Linked DNA regions of Mus musculus: regions 2 and 3 are each linked to region 1. Evidence: chromatin contacts called from public HiChIP or PLAC-seq data. All regions are on one chromosome and are shown on one strand. Each heading gives the region's core, a stretch centred on a gene start, on an enhancer-like site or on the middle of the called end of the contact. The rest is flanking DNA. Distances are from core to core; before and after follow the strand shown. Region 1 overlaps Tex2 (testis expressed gene 2). Region 2 overlaps Tex2 (testis expressed gene 2). Region 3 overlaps Pecam1 (platelet/endothelial cell adhesion molecule 1).

Region 1 (4,299 bases), core at 691-3,190:
CTGGGGTACTGCAGCAAGACCCTCACTCAAAACACAAACCAAGAGGACACTGAAGGGTGGGACAAGGGCTCTCTTGTGTGTCCAAGTCACAGTTGTGATGTGTAAAGATGCGCCAGAGAGCTCTACTCCCCAACAACTTATTACAAGGTCTTGTCTGAGCACTCTGGCCAGCACTGTCACACTTAACCCTTCTGCCACCCTATCTACCTGTTCCAAGGAAAGAGGGACATCTGTCCCAAGAGATCTTAAGTCTAAAAACCCTGAGGAGCCTGCAGAGCTGGCTTAGGGGTTAAGAGCACTTGTTGCTCTTGCAAAGGACCTGAGTTTGGTTCACTGTTTCTACATATTAGATAAAAGAAATTTAGATCAAGACAAAGTAGTCCTGGCAACTTACCAGGTAACAAGGCAGAGCAGGACTCCCGCTGCAGGCCCACTCTACAGCACCGTGTGCGCTGCCTCTCTCTGCTGCTTCCCTCCACGAGGCAATCAGGAGTGGAGAGGCTTTCATGGCACCCCGCGTTTTAGGAGAGCCAGCCACTTAACAGCCAAGCCCACTACTGGGAAAACAGAGACTTTACCCTATCTACCTACACGGACGCTCACAACCATCTGTTACCCCGGCTCCAGGAGAGCTAATGCCCTCTTCAGACTTCTGCGGACATCAAACATGCAGTATTGTGTACATACATGCATTCAAACAAACATTCATACACATAAATATAAATAAATCTCAAAGGAGAAAAATAAAAAAGGGGGCGGAGGGGAGCAAAGAGGAAAGAGAGGGAAGGAAGGGAGAGAAGAAGGGAGGAAAAGAGGAAGGGAATACAGAATCGATCAGGCAAAAGCTGCACTGATTCCCTGAGCAGGCTACAACACCTCTGTCTATTATCACGGCTCTAAAGAACCTGTCTGTGGTAAACAGCAACCTGCTGAGGATATAGGCATGACATCATGCAGGTTTTCTTATCATTTAGGAAATCACAGATAGTAGCAAAAAGACACTCATTCTCCCTTGACACCAGCCATCTGTCCTGCCCTCTCTGCTCATCGATGCACCTATACGTAGAAGCAGACATTTGTGTATATGTTTGCTTGAGACAGTCTTACCAGGTAGCCTAAGCTGACCTCAAATGAAAATCCTCCTGCCTCAGCTTTTCTGTAAGTAAGCGTTCTGTTGCATGTACCAACCATGCAACGTCCACAATAGCACACCCTGCTCACAGATATTTCCGCCCTCAGGGAAGTGGGTGACAGTTTAGCCATGCCCTCTATGAGCCTCCATGTTGCCTGGTGGCTCTGTTCATGACTCAGTCTTTCCTTTTACACCGTCCAAGGGAGTGTAAGATTTACCCCTATGCAAACAATCCCATGGATCAGTCTATATGGCTCAAGGCACTACCAAACAGGAATTGATTTCAAAAGTAACACCTAGTTAAAACCAAATACTTATTTCTCCCGAATCATTCAATAAGACAAGTATTTGAAATTAACTGAGCATGTTTATCTTTCTTCACTTCACAAGTTACTCACTGCTACAAGTCTGTTTAGGGAAACACTCTAATGGCAATCACATCTTTCCAGCCCCAAGAGCAGAGGCAAGACGGTAAACACCCATCTGTACACCTCCTCAGAGTTCACAAAGCACCCAGCCTGGCCTCAGGGGGGCTAGGAGGAGGCAAGGATCTGATAATCACAGCCAGCGGGGACACAGCCAGCGGGGAGTCAAATCGGTTTGCAGATTAATCACAGAAGGATTTCCTAAGCCATGGGGTCCTGGGCTGACACCCTAGAAGAGAGGAACGACTCACCGATCGTGGTGGCACAACGGGAGAAAAGGAAATGACCTGAGGCTGGACCACAGCCATGGGGAATCCAAAGACATCCCTGGGGCCAAGTGCTATGACACAGCACACTGATGACCTGGTCACTGGAAGGGAATGAGGGACGCCTGAGATTGCACACAATCTGCATGCACATGTGGAACTGAGAGGCTCGGGAGCTCAGTCAGCCCTCACAAACTTCAGTGAGAAGTGCTGACAGCCCGGGCTAGTGTAGCCACATGGACAAAACAGATCTGAGTCAGGAGACACGGGTTGCCACTCTGGTGGGCTGGATGTGAAAGAAGCTATTCTTATGGATGGAGCCTGGGTCCTGGGATCAAAAGCTGGAAGGATGGAGCCATAGTAAGAGGGGACCCAGTGAGGTTTAAGAAGAATGCAGCAGGGTCAGTTTGAGACATCCGAGAGACTGAGACTATTGGTGACCTGGCCTTGTGGCTATCACAGGATGCCCAAGGTTCTGATTCAGGAACGAATAATTGCCAGAAAAATGGTGCCTGGAGCCCAAAACTAACAGAGGAGCCCAGACCTCATGCTGAACTGTGCCCGGTTTCTCACAAGTCCGAATGACAACGTGCAAGCATCATGTGTCTGTGTTTGAGAGCAAATGGTTGTGGGGGAGATGCAGGAAGGGAGGTGGAGGGGAGGGAAAGAGAGGGCATTCTGAAGATGTCTGCTAGCGTCTGACTTCACAAAATATCTCTCCAGATAAAGTTAATTCTGTCTGCTATTGATAATAAAATTCTTTAAAATTCTGGCACCCTCCTAATTGAATCTCACCAGCAAACATGAAACTTAGAAATGGAGGAAGAAAAATAACTGTTCTCTGAAATGAGCAGCATGAGAGAACTTTCACTGACGATTTATATCCCCAACACTCTGGGACACACAACCCTCTCCAGGGCTCAATGAGATAGAAACGAAGCCTCCTGTCTCCTAAGCAAGGAAACCAAGGCAGACAGAGAAATGGCCTAAGGCTTCACAGCCGGTACTCACACACAGAGTGGATACAGAATCCTAACAGGCCTGGGCACCCCTCCCTCTCTGCGGTGCTAAAGACCAGGTGTACACCGGGCCCTGCCAGGGGCATCGCCTGCTGGCCTGCTTACTGGGAACAGTCTTTCTTATTTGCTTGCACTGACTAGTTATTGTCTTAGCCTCAAGATAACTTTGGCGGGTTTTTGCGGCTTCCTCCTCCCTTGGAGATAGGGTCTCAACTCCTATAGCCCAGGCTGGCCGCAAACTCAAGGCAATGCCTTGCTCCAGCTTTCCCAGGGTCTAAGATTATAGATGTGAACCACTCCACACAGATAATCATAATTTTTAAAGAACATTTTTTTAATTAATTCAATCCTTTCTGCTATAATTTCTTTAAAGATTTTTGTTTTATTTTAAATTATGTATGTATGCGTGAGCGCAGTATCCCGAGGCCAGGAGGTATCAGGTTCCCTGCAGTGGCAGTTACAGACCAGTGTGCGCCACACAGCTTGAGTGCTGGGAACTGAATTCCGGCACTTTGTAAGAGCAGCTTCTGCTCTTAACTTCTAAGCCATCTCCAGCCTCTGAAGAGATTGTTCAACATCTGATCATTACCCCAAAGCTTTAAGTTTTACTTATAATTACTAAGAGAATTTAGATCAAAATATAAACTCAAGTTGGAAAAGGAAATCAAGTGTTTGTTTTCTATCAAACGCCTACGGCATGTTTCCAACTCAAACCGATGAAACAGGCGTAAACTGACTCCCTTAATTTACAAAGCAATTTTCCAAGCTGAGTTTATCTTTAAGCCAGACTCACAAAGTCTCTCATCAAGAGACAGTACTGCAAGGTGAAGTCCTTGCCAGGCCAGAGAAGGCTGACAGCTCAAACTGTCTGCTAAGGATTCTCTGTGTGCTCACAGGAAACACTGTATAGTCCTTACAGACACCACACTTCTGAGCTGCCCAGAAACAGAGTGGGGGTGCGAGGGGAGTGAGAGGGTAGGGATGGAGTGGTGGGGGAGGGGAGGGTGGGGATGGTGTGATAGGATGTGTGTGTATGTGACGAGATCATGACAATGAAGGACAAACAGTAACTCGTCAGCACATGGAAGACAGCGTTTAAACCCCATTTGCCACAGCAGTAGAGGTCCTCCCTCCATGCTTGTGTTGTAGTGTTCTTTTGTTTGAGACGACCCTGGTAAACCTCATACTCACTATTGTAGCCTAGGCAGGCTTTAAACTGGTGGCAATCCTCCTGCCCTCCTCTTGAGTGGCGTCATACTCAGCTAGTCCATCCGTCATCTTTGATATGGATGGACGGACAGATGGACAGACATACGTGTGTACATGCACACACGTTTCCAAGCCTACCATTCATTTTCTAGGTGCCTGAGATAACTAATGGCACTTGCCCACCCTTTCCTAGCTCAGACTTGGCAAGAGTGAAAGAAGTGATGCTGGAGTACAAGACGGTAGACTAG
Region 2 (4,385 bases), core at 51-2,550, 74 kb before region 1:
AACAGTTTGCTTTTGAGCATGCACCAGAGAGACAGGTGGTAGAGTGGGATGGAGTCACATAAAATGTAGGAGCCAGGTCGCGGTGGTGGTGGTGGGGTAAATGGAAGAATGGACAGTTAGCGGCAGTTATGATGGCAGCTTAATGCTGGTGATGTGACAGCCTTACTAAGGATGAGGGGTGCAGGCAAGTCTCTTGTCTATGGCTTAATCGCCCCTCAGATTAGTTTTGACTGAACTGGTAAGATTAGATACATTACACCATGTCTGCTCCATCTCCTGGGGATGGGGTCACAGAGAAAGCCCAAAGCCACAAGATGCCAAGTCTCAAGGGACTCAAAAAAAAAAAAAAAACAAAAAAAAAAAAACACCTGACATAGATCTTAGGTACTTTTAGAGGCCAGGCTTTCTAGCCCCTTTATAGATCACTGCTCTTCATTAAACTCTTTAGGGTTCCAGAGGGTCCCCAGCAGAGCTGTGGGATCAAGGTTTCCTTCTGAGGTGCGAGGTGCACCGGAGGCTTCCTGACCTAGCAAAGGTGTCTGCCTGCTTACGAGATTACTACCCGGGCCCCATCTCTATAGCTCAGGGACTTAGCTAGGCATGCCAGGGACAAAGGACAGAGCTGCCTCTGAACACTATTGAGCAACAAAATGATCACTAAACACAGCCTTGTACTGCTGACCAGGGCAAAGTACTCAGAAAAGACCGTGCAGCTTAGGCCCAGCCTCCCTGTTGCCACTGCCCTCAGGTTCTCAACACCTCCTTAAGCCACTAGAAATCCACTGGGGTAACTGTCTCCTGATTAATGGGGGTCAAGGGCAGAGCACACAGCCGATGCATGAGAGGGCCAGGCTGAGCCTCTCACCCTGAAACCAGAGCAGGCTGTAAGAAGATCCCACTGATGTCCTCCCAGGCAGGACACAGAAATCCGGCTCACCCCGACTCTGAAATGGAGCCAGAGCTGCACCCACATGCTGGACTTCAATGTTGAAGGGGATGTCCCTTTGAGAAGCCCCTCCTCATCTGAAATATCTGCTTCCTGTTCCCCCAACAGGCCAGGTTAGTTTAGAATGCTTCTGTGATGTGCCCTTTATGTTCAGAACTGCCTAGGAGAGCCTGTGGGAAGGCCACCCTCACAGATCTCTTGGGTTTCAAATCTATACAGAAAATTCAATTCTCAAAAAAACTCTGAACTGGGTTTTTAAGATAAGGAGAATCAGAAATGTAAACTGTCAGAGATTACACAACCGACCCATATCTGCACCAAACAGCTGTGTTGCCAGCCTTCAAGCCTCATGCGGCCAGGTGTGGAAGCTGGCTTAACACACAGCCTAGCACGGGGCAGGCCCTCATCCATACACAGCACAAAGCGTCTGAGATCACAGTGAGATCTGCTGAGCCGTGGACCCTCATGTCCCCACCAGTGAGCTGAGCTCTGCACTGAGCTCTGAGGGCCCGGAATGAATGAATCCTCTGCAGGACAGAGGCCAAGCTGCACTCCGCAGCCTCAAGAGAGTGATTCGGATACTGTTGCCTAGGCTACCAGATGATGTGGAGTCCGATCTTGACTAAATGCATTTCTATCATCCAAAATAGGAGTCGTGTTTCGTGGAACCTAGGACCACTGTGTGACTAATGTTTGGCTCAGACACAGTTTTTACAACTAAATGTGCATGTTATGCCCTCGACCTTATGACGTCAACAAGAACTTTAGGGACACAGTATACGTGCTCAGAACAAATGTGTAGGAGGTGAGTACTGGCTCTAAACACAACTCAGTGTTCTATCCTCTCAGAGAGCCACTAAACAGGCTCATTCCAGTTACGCGGCCTCTGGTAAAAACCACTTGAGAAATGTGCCTAGAGTCAGACACAAGAGAAAGTAAATTATTTTATCATGGTCTGTCTTGGGCTTTTTAAAAATTTCTTTCTTGAGATGAGGTCTCACTTTGTAGTCCAGGCTGGCCTGGAACTCACTATGTAGCCTATGCTGGCTTCAGACTCCGGCTAAGTCTCATCCTCAGGGTCTCAAGAGTTGGGATTGCCAGCATGAACTACCATGCCTGGCTCAAATGTTTTATTTCTTGTTCAAATAATCATTATCACTTCTGGCAACTTCCAGCAGTCAGTCAGCCTATCTGTGTGTCTGGCTCTCTCTTTTTGCCTGGACACAGGTCTGTGTTATATGCATGTGCAGTGCCTACTGAGGCCAGAAGACAACAGAGGGCCTTGGAACTGGAGTTACAAATGGTTGTGAGCTTCTGTGTGGGTGCTGGGATTTGAACTCTAGTCCTTTGGAAGAATGGTTGAGCTAGCTCTCCAGCCCCATTCCAGCAGTTTCTTAGACTACCAGTAAAGCAGGCTGACTGCTATCGCTTTGGAGTAGTTAAAAGAATGACACAGATGCCAGAGGCTACTGTAAAAAGCCTTTCAGTGAGGAGTAAATAAACATACTCAACAGCCCTGGGTGGGGCCCTCACTCGCCGCAGAAGGCATTCACTTTCTTTTACTAAAAAGAAACCAGAGTCGGGTGAGGTGGCGCACGTCTTTAATCACAGCACTCCGGAGGCAGAGGCAGGCGGATTTCTGAGTTCGAGGCCAGCCTGGTCTACAAAGTGAGCTCCAGGACAGCCAGGGCTATACAGAGAAACCCTGTCTCGAAACAACAACAACAAAAAAACCAAACAAAAACAAAAAAAGAAACCAGCCTCATGTATTCTTAGCTGCATATGCATTTAGACACACACAACCAGGACAAGACCTAGTCATGGTATACATGGTATACTTGGCTCCTGGGAAGATCAGAAGCCTAGGTAAGGGGGAGAAAACTACACACTGGCCCAAGCTGCACTGAGTACATTGCAGAACCACCCCACTATCCATTTAAAGGATCGGTCATGTAGGATGCATTCCTTCTGACTTATTTAAAGGCCTTTTGATGTGTTTATAAAAAGATAGAGAAGTATAAGATATGTTCTATGGGAGTGTGGCGAGGTATGGGGGAAAGAGGTGTCTCAGCGGGCCCATGCAGAGGCATCTCTTCCCCCTGAGGGACGAGCTAGTATAGACTAGAGTTTATTTAGGGCATGGGGAGGGGAGTTAAGAGGATAGTAGAGGCAGAGAAAGGCAGAGCGAGGGAGAGAGTAGAGAAGTAGAGGTTGGCCATGACCACGTGTGTGTGTGTGTGGGGGGGGGCAGTGGGGAGAGAAGGGAAGCAAGAGGGAGAGGCAAGAGAGAGGAGGGGGCAAGCAGCCCCTTTTCTAGTGGGTCAGGCACACCTGGCTGTTGCCAGGTAACTGTGGGATGGAGTATAGACAGAATGCTAACACCCTTTACAGGTTTCCCCCTAAAATGTAGACTCCTCCTTCCCTTCCACTCCCACAGTGCTGGGGATGGAGCCTAGGCTCTCACACATGCTTAGCTCTCCGCCTGAGCTACACTCCCGGTCCTTGAAATCCATTTTGACTGCCTTACTGCCCCAAAGTGGTTTAACTAGTGGGTGACCAGAAGACATGCTGTTTGTGGAAGTACAAGCTTGAAAGACAAATGCCCATAAATGACTTTCAGAAGGAGCCAAGTTCGGCCTAAAGCAACCTAGATTTCAATTTCTCCGTCTTGTCTCTGGGTACTATAAGCAAACTTCCCACTAGAAGAGAAAACTTCTAGAAGTTCCCCGAGAGCACAGTCATTTGAGTGGGCACTGAACGAAACAGTGAGGCCACCACGGCCCTGCCAAAGCTGGGCCCTGGGGCAAACCCGTGTGTGGTGTGAGGCCTGGAGAGGAGAGGTGGCAGTGGCTAGAGAGGGGGCCTGGAGGAGAGGCTGCTACGGGTCTCTGCAAAGTCCGCACCAGGGTGTTCAGTATTAACAAAGACATTGGTGTTTAGTAACAGCTACCACATGGCTGCCTTCTGTCCATCCTCTCCTTAGCCTCAAGGCAGCCACACATGTTCATGGCTGAGGAACGGAGGAAACAGATTTTAGAAGTGCTTCTGGAACTAGGTTCTGGAATCTTGCATGGGTTTTCAGGGAACTTCAATGCTTCGGAACTCTGAGCCAAACTGTGGTCTGGAGTCCTCAGCTTTTTCCTCACTAAAGAAGGGCTCTGAGGTGGTATCTCTTTGCATTTAAAAGCGGTAGCAAATTATATATCAATGTATATTTTAACATCCTCACAGGAAGAAGATAAGACATTACATTCAGGACTCTTCTTTGAAACAGTGGTTTTAGAAATACACTCCACCATGAAAGCCACATTCCCCAAGAAAGCAAGTCTTTTCAGTCAGTGTAAAGAAACACTGTGAGCATCTTGTGAGCTTGTAGATGGAAACCAGACGTAAAGCCAAGACAGCCAGAAGAACAATAGTCACTGTGGAGTGCGTGAAA
Region 3 (4,284 bases), core at 340-2,839, 86 kb after region 1:
CTTAGGCTCCACCCCACCCCACCAGTCAGGCTTTGCATAGTCTTCCAGTCAGTCTTGGCTATCCCTAGCATTGTCTGCAAGGTAATGAAGGAAAAGCATCAGCCCAGGCCCTGAAGCATTGCCGACCTTGAACTTCAGAAGGTCGAGGCACAGTTAGCCCCTTCCTGAGATTTCCTGTCTATGTAATAAGGAGCACGCCACAGGACTGGTAGGTAGGCTGTGGGACTAAAGTCTAGGTTTCTCATTAGACACTGGATGTGGGTGGCTGTATAAATCCTGTATGACAGAGAAAGGCCAGGAGTGGTCCACATCATCACAGCAGAACTTGGGGCACCCAGAATGATGAAGGCGTTGCAGAAGGAATTAAAGTCACTTCCCAAGGCAGGAGTTGGAGGTCAGTAAAGTAGCTGAGATCCCAGTTCCCCAGTGTAAAGACATCTGCCTAAGAGAACTATTGAGAAACAACAGGATCCCATGCAAGCAGAGACTGAAACTCCAGGCGTCTCCAAGACGCCTTCTACACACCAAGAGATCCATTTAACGACTGTACACATCTCCTATGTGACCTCAACCACTAAAGAAGAAAATGTAGATCCGGTTCTAGCTTTCAGGTGCTCTAGGCTTCAGGGAAGACAGATGTGCCAAGAATGTTAATGAGCTGAAGATGTGGTTCAGTGATACAGTACCAGCTCAGCATGTGCAAGGCTCTGGGTTCAAGCCCCAGTGCAAGCAAACAAATAAACAAACAAATACCACAGGGCTGGGAGATGGCTCAGTGGGTAAGAGCACTTGCTGCACAAACGTAAGAACCTGAGCTGGAATCCTGAACCCAAATCCCAGACAATCTGGGGCATAGCTGTAGGCACCTATAACCCCAGCAATTGTTAGGGGCAGAGGTAAGAGGGCTGACTGCTAGGGTTGGCTGGCTGCCAGCCTAGATCCAGGATCAGCAGGAGACTGTCTCAAAAGAATAAGGTAGTGGGAGACTGAGCATAAATTAGACACCTGACATAAATTAGAGTCCATGACTTCTGCATGTACTCAGAGACAGGTGTATCCTAACACACAACACACACACACACACACACACACACACACACAGCTAAAAATAACTGCGTGATAACTGCTATAAGATGTCGTCCATAAGAAGCAAGTCTAGACCTTCCTCTGCCCTAGCCTAACAAGGAGCTAGGATAGAAGGGACATGAATTGGGATGAGGGTGAGGTGAGGGCTGGGTGGGCTGGGCAGCCAAACATGGGTGGGGTTAGCCTGGACATCTTGTGAACTCCACTGTTCCAGGTACCTCTCTGGTCTCCTTGGCAACAGTTTGATATTCTCTGGACCTCAGCGGCTTCAGGCTGTGCCTACCTCAAGTCAGGAAGGGATGCTTTCCACTTCTAGACTGAGCTGCATGGTCTATGCTTGCCCCTGGTTTTGCCCAGCTCAGTAAGAGGGGGTGGGGGCGGGGGTAGGGGAGGAGCAGGGTGCAGCTGCTCACTGCCCTTCCCCCTCTCATGTCTCCTTGGCAGCAGCTGCCTGCTAAAGACTAGCCCAGGCCAGGAGCTGTTTGTCTCTGCTTGTCAGAGGCGTTTCCTGATGGGTCTCTATTTTGGTTTCTGTTTTTCTCTGTGCTAACAGAGAAAGAGACGGCTCCAACGTCATGGGGTTTTCCCAGCAATTAGCCTCGGAGCAAACAGACAGCAAATCGGGATTTAATGAGTTCCTTCCCGTCCTCCTCCATCCGCAGTGACCACTTGGTGAGCTGCCAGCCAGGGTTAGATCTGGACCCGGTCCCCATAGCCTCCTCCAATTGTGTAGGATGAGAGACCTTGAGAACAGGGGACCAGGCTGGCAGGCACTAGCTCATATTTAGTCATCATTGACCTTGAACCCACAAAGCCCTTCTTTCTTCACCTAGCAATCAATGCCCTTGTCCCTGCTTGGGGGAGAACAAGGGGCCAGCACCAGTGGTCCAGACCTGAGTTCCTCACTGTCCTTCTTCAACAAGGAGGAAACACAATTTGTATCCTCTTAAGTTCCCCTTGCCACCCAAACGACCTTTGTTCTAGAATCTTCCCCAGAGCCCTGACTGGGCAACTAGTGCAAGCTGGGAAATGTAACTGATAGCTTGGCTGCAAGGGACGGCTGCAGAATCTATCGAGGGAAGCCAGAGGCAATTGCCACGGTCCCACCCTATTCTAGGAACTGCCACACTTCCTCTATTCAATCCTTCCACACTCTCAAGAAAGCAAAAGAACACCAGATACAAGGACACTCTCCCAACAAAAGGGAAATGGAGCCTTTCCCAGGGCCAGTGATGCTTCCTTCTTCCCTCTTCAGCTTTCGGAACTCCCAGCGCACAGGCACGCGCTCCCACACAAGTATCATGCACAACCCTCAGGCTGCTGCCTGCCCAGACCTGGGCCTGGACCACTGTGGGAGGATGGATTCAGCCTGGTATCCGAGCCCGGGGTGACAGGCAACTTGAGGATGTTCTGTACAGACAAGAGAGCAGGGATTTGGTCCCCTGTGCCTGGAGCTGTCAGTGTTCCCCCACCACGGTAGAATGCAGCAGTCCAGAACAGAAAGGATGGTGTAGCCGGCTCTGATCTTGCCATTCAACCCTTAAGCTAGCACCTTCCCTTACCTCTAGGAAGAAGAAAGATGTTACCTGGGTTGGCAAGCCCAGGATGCAGTCGAAGCCCAGGCTGGACCAGTGACAGCTGATACTGATCACTCTACAGTTTCATCTGTCCTGGCTTGCCTCTGAGCTCCAGACCCCTGAGCTTCCTACTCTAGGGTGTCTCACCGGCATCTTAGACTTAACCCAGTCAAACCGGATCTTATCCTCAAACACCACAGCCGTCCATGCAGCTACTCCAGCAAGAAATATAGGGACTCTGGCTCCCCAATCCTGGCCACGAGCTGTGATGGATCTCAGATGTGCACCTAGACACCATCCATTTCTGGCACCCACTATCTCTTGCACAGTGATAGCACATCTGTCTTGTTCTTCTTCAGGCCACTTCCTTGATGGTCCTGAGTTTGCTTTTGTATGTATATATGTATGTATGTATGTATGTATGTATGTATGTATGTATGTATGGTATGTGTGCAGTGGTTGTATGTCTTGGGAGGACTAACATGTATGGAGGTCTGAGAAAGACTGGGAATCTTTCTCAATAGTTCCCCAGATTTGTGACTCTATGGGACTTCTGTGTGTGCATGTATGCATGTGTGTGTGATTGCGTGTATGTGTGTGTGGTTGTGTGTCTGTGTGTGTGTGTATTCCTTAGCTTTTCTTTGATTTCCTCTATTCTGGTTTGTTCATTATTGTATTGTGTTTTACCTCATTTTTTACGGATGCCTGTTTTTTTTCTAATGAGAGAGAGAGAGAGAGAGAGTAAGAGAGAGAGAGAGAGAGAGAGAGAGAGAGAGAGAGAGAATGGCCGGGTGGTGGTGGCACACGCCTTTAATCCCAGTACTCGGGAGGCAGAGGCAGGCAGATTTCTGAGTTCCAGGCCAGCCTGGTCTACAGAGTGAATTCCAGGACAGCCAGGGCTATACAGAGAAACCCTGTCTCCAAAACAAAACAAAACTGAATATAGTGTATGGAAAAAAAAATCTAGTATCAATACAAACAACAGTTCTTCACCATATTCATGGAGGCTGAATGTGGACATGGCTGGTCTAGCTAGCCAGCTTGCCCTGGGAAGCCCCTGTCTGTTTTTTGAGGAATACTGGAATTACAGGAGGGCCATCACACTCACTCAGTATTTATGTGGGTTCTTGAGACCCACACTCCAGTCCTTACACTGACAAGATAAGGCCTCCCTATCTATCCACTGAACTCCTCCAGAGTCCCTAAGAATTTTTTTTTAAAGAAGGAGCTCAGAACCAGCCATTGCCCAGCCTGAAGCCTCCAGAAATGTTCCCTTATGTTCCCTTATCCGTTTAGAATAGGACTGAAATCCTTGGGGCCCCATGTGCTCCAGCATCACCCTGTCCTCCTAACTCCATCCTTTCTGTCTCTGCAGACACATGAGCCTCCTTTCTGATGCTTTTGAGACAGGGTCTCATGTATCTCAGGATGGCCTTGAACTCTTGGTCCTCCTGTGTCACACAGCCATGCTTTGGGATTGAGTGTGGGTACGCACCACACACCCAGCAACCCTTTCAGACCAAACTAAATGAGCTAGCTAGCTGTGACCTGCCAAAACTACCCTTTCCATTCCCTGTGTCTTTCTAACCAGCCCCACCCTTAATCAACTGTCTTCCTTGCA

Evidence for each region. HiChIP or PLAC-seq counts read pairs in DNA pulled down with a chosen protein or histone mark.
Region 2: an H3K27ac HiChIP or PLAC-seq map of hepatocytes shows a contact between it and region 1, with 2.5 times the contacts expected there. The contact joins two enhancer-like sites. A contact is called at or near these places in 1 of 39 promoter capture datasets (liver), 17 of 484 Hi-C or Micro-C datasets (B cells, CD4 T cells, CD8 T cells and 10 more), 12 of 115 datasets of contacts at active chromatin or transcription factors (CD8 T cells, the HPC-7 cell line, the SCID.adh cell line and 8 more) and 3 of 9 other capture datasets (adipose tissue, liver and pancreatic islet).
Region 3: an HNF4G HiChIP or PLAC-seq map of pancreatic cancer cells shows a contact between it and region 1. The contact joins two enhancer-like sites. A contact is called at or near these places in 1 of 484 Hi-C or Micro-C datasets (the N1E-115 cell line), 2 of 115 datasets of contacts at active chromatin or transcription factors (embryonic stem cells and pancreatic cancer cells) and 3 of 9 other capture datasets (adipose tissue, liver and pancreatic islet).

Annotation. Positions count from the first base shown.
Region 1 is chr11:106,587,036-106,591,334 of GRCm38.p6, forward strand. All of the region lies in intron 1 of Tex2 (testis expressed gene 2), which reads right to left. Among named protein-coding and RNA genes, the nearest start is that of Tex2, 24 kb to the right of the region's middle. Within about 2 kb of position 1,941, at least 93 of the 459 cell types and tissues checked have an H3K27ac peak or open chromatin away from gene starts, as enhancers often do. A contact at or near this core is called in adipose tissue, hepatocytes, liver and 3 more, where this site is marked.
Region 2 is chr11:106,513,906-106,518,290 of GRCm38.p6, forward strand. The region is part of intron 8 of Tex2 (testis expressed gene 2); the gene reads right to left. Among named protein-coding and RNA genes, the nearest start is that of Gm22711, 15 kb to the left of the region's middle. Within about 2 kb of position 1,301, at least 67 of the 459 cell types and tissues checked have an H3K27ac peak or open chromatin away from gene starts, as enhancers often do. A contact at or near this core is called in hepatocytes, liver and rod photoreceptor, where this site is marked.
Region 3 is chr11:106,673,247-106,677,530 of GRCm38.p6, forward strand. All of the region lies in intron 13 of Pecam1 (platelet/endothelial cell adhesion molecule 1), which reads right to left. Among named protein-coding and RNA genes, the nearest start is that of Pecam1, 40 kb to the right of the region's middle. Within about 2 kb of position 1,590, at least 286 of the 459 cell types and tissues checked have an H3K27ac peak or open chromatin away from gene starts, as enhancers often do. A contact at or near this core is called in adipose tissue, liver, pancreatic cancer cells and 1 more, where this site is marked.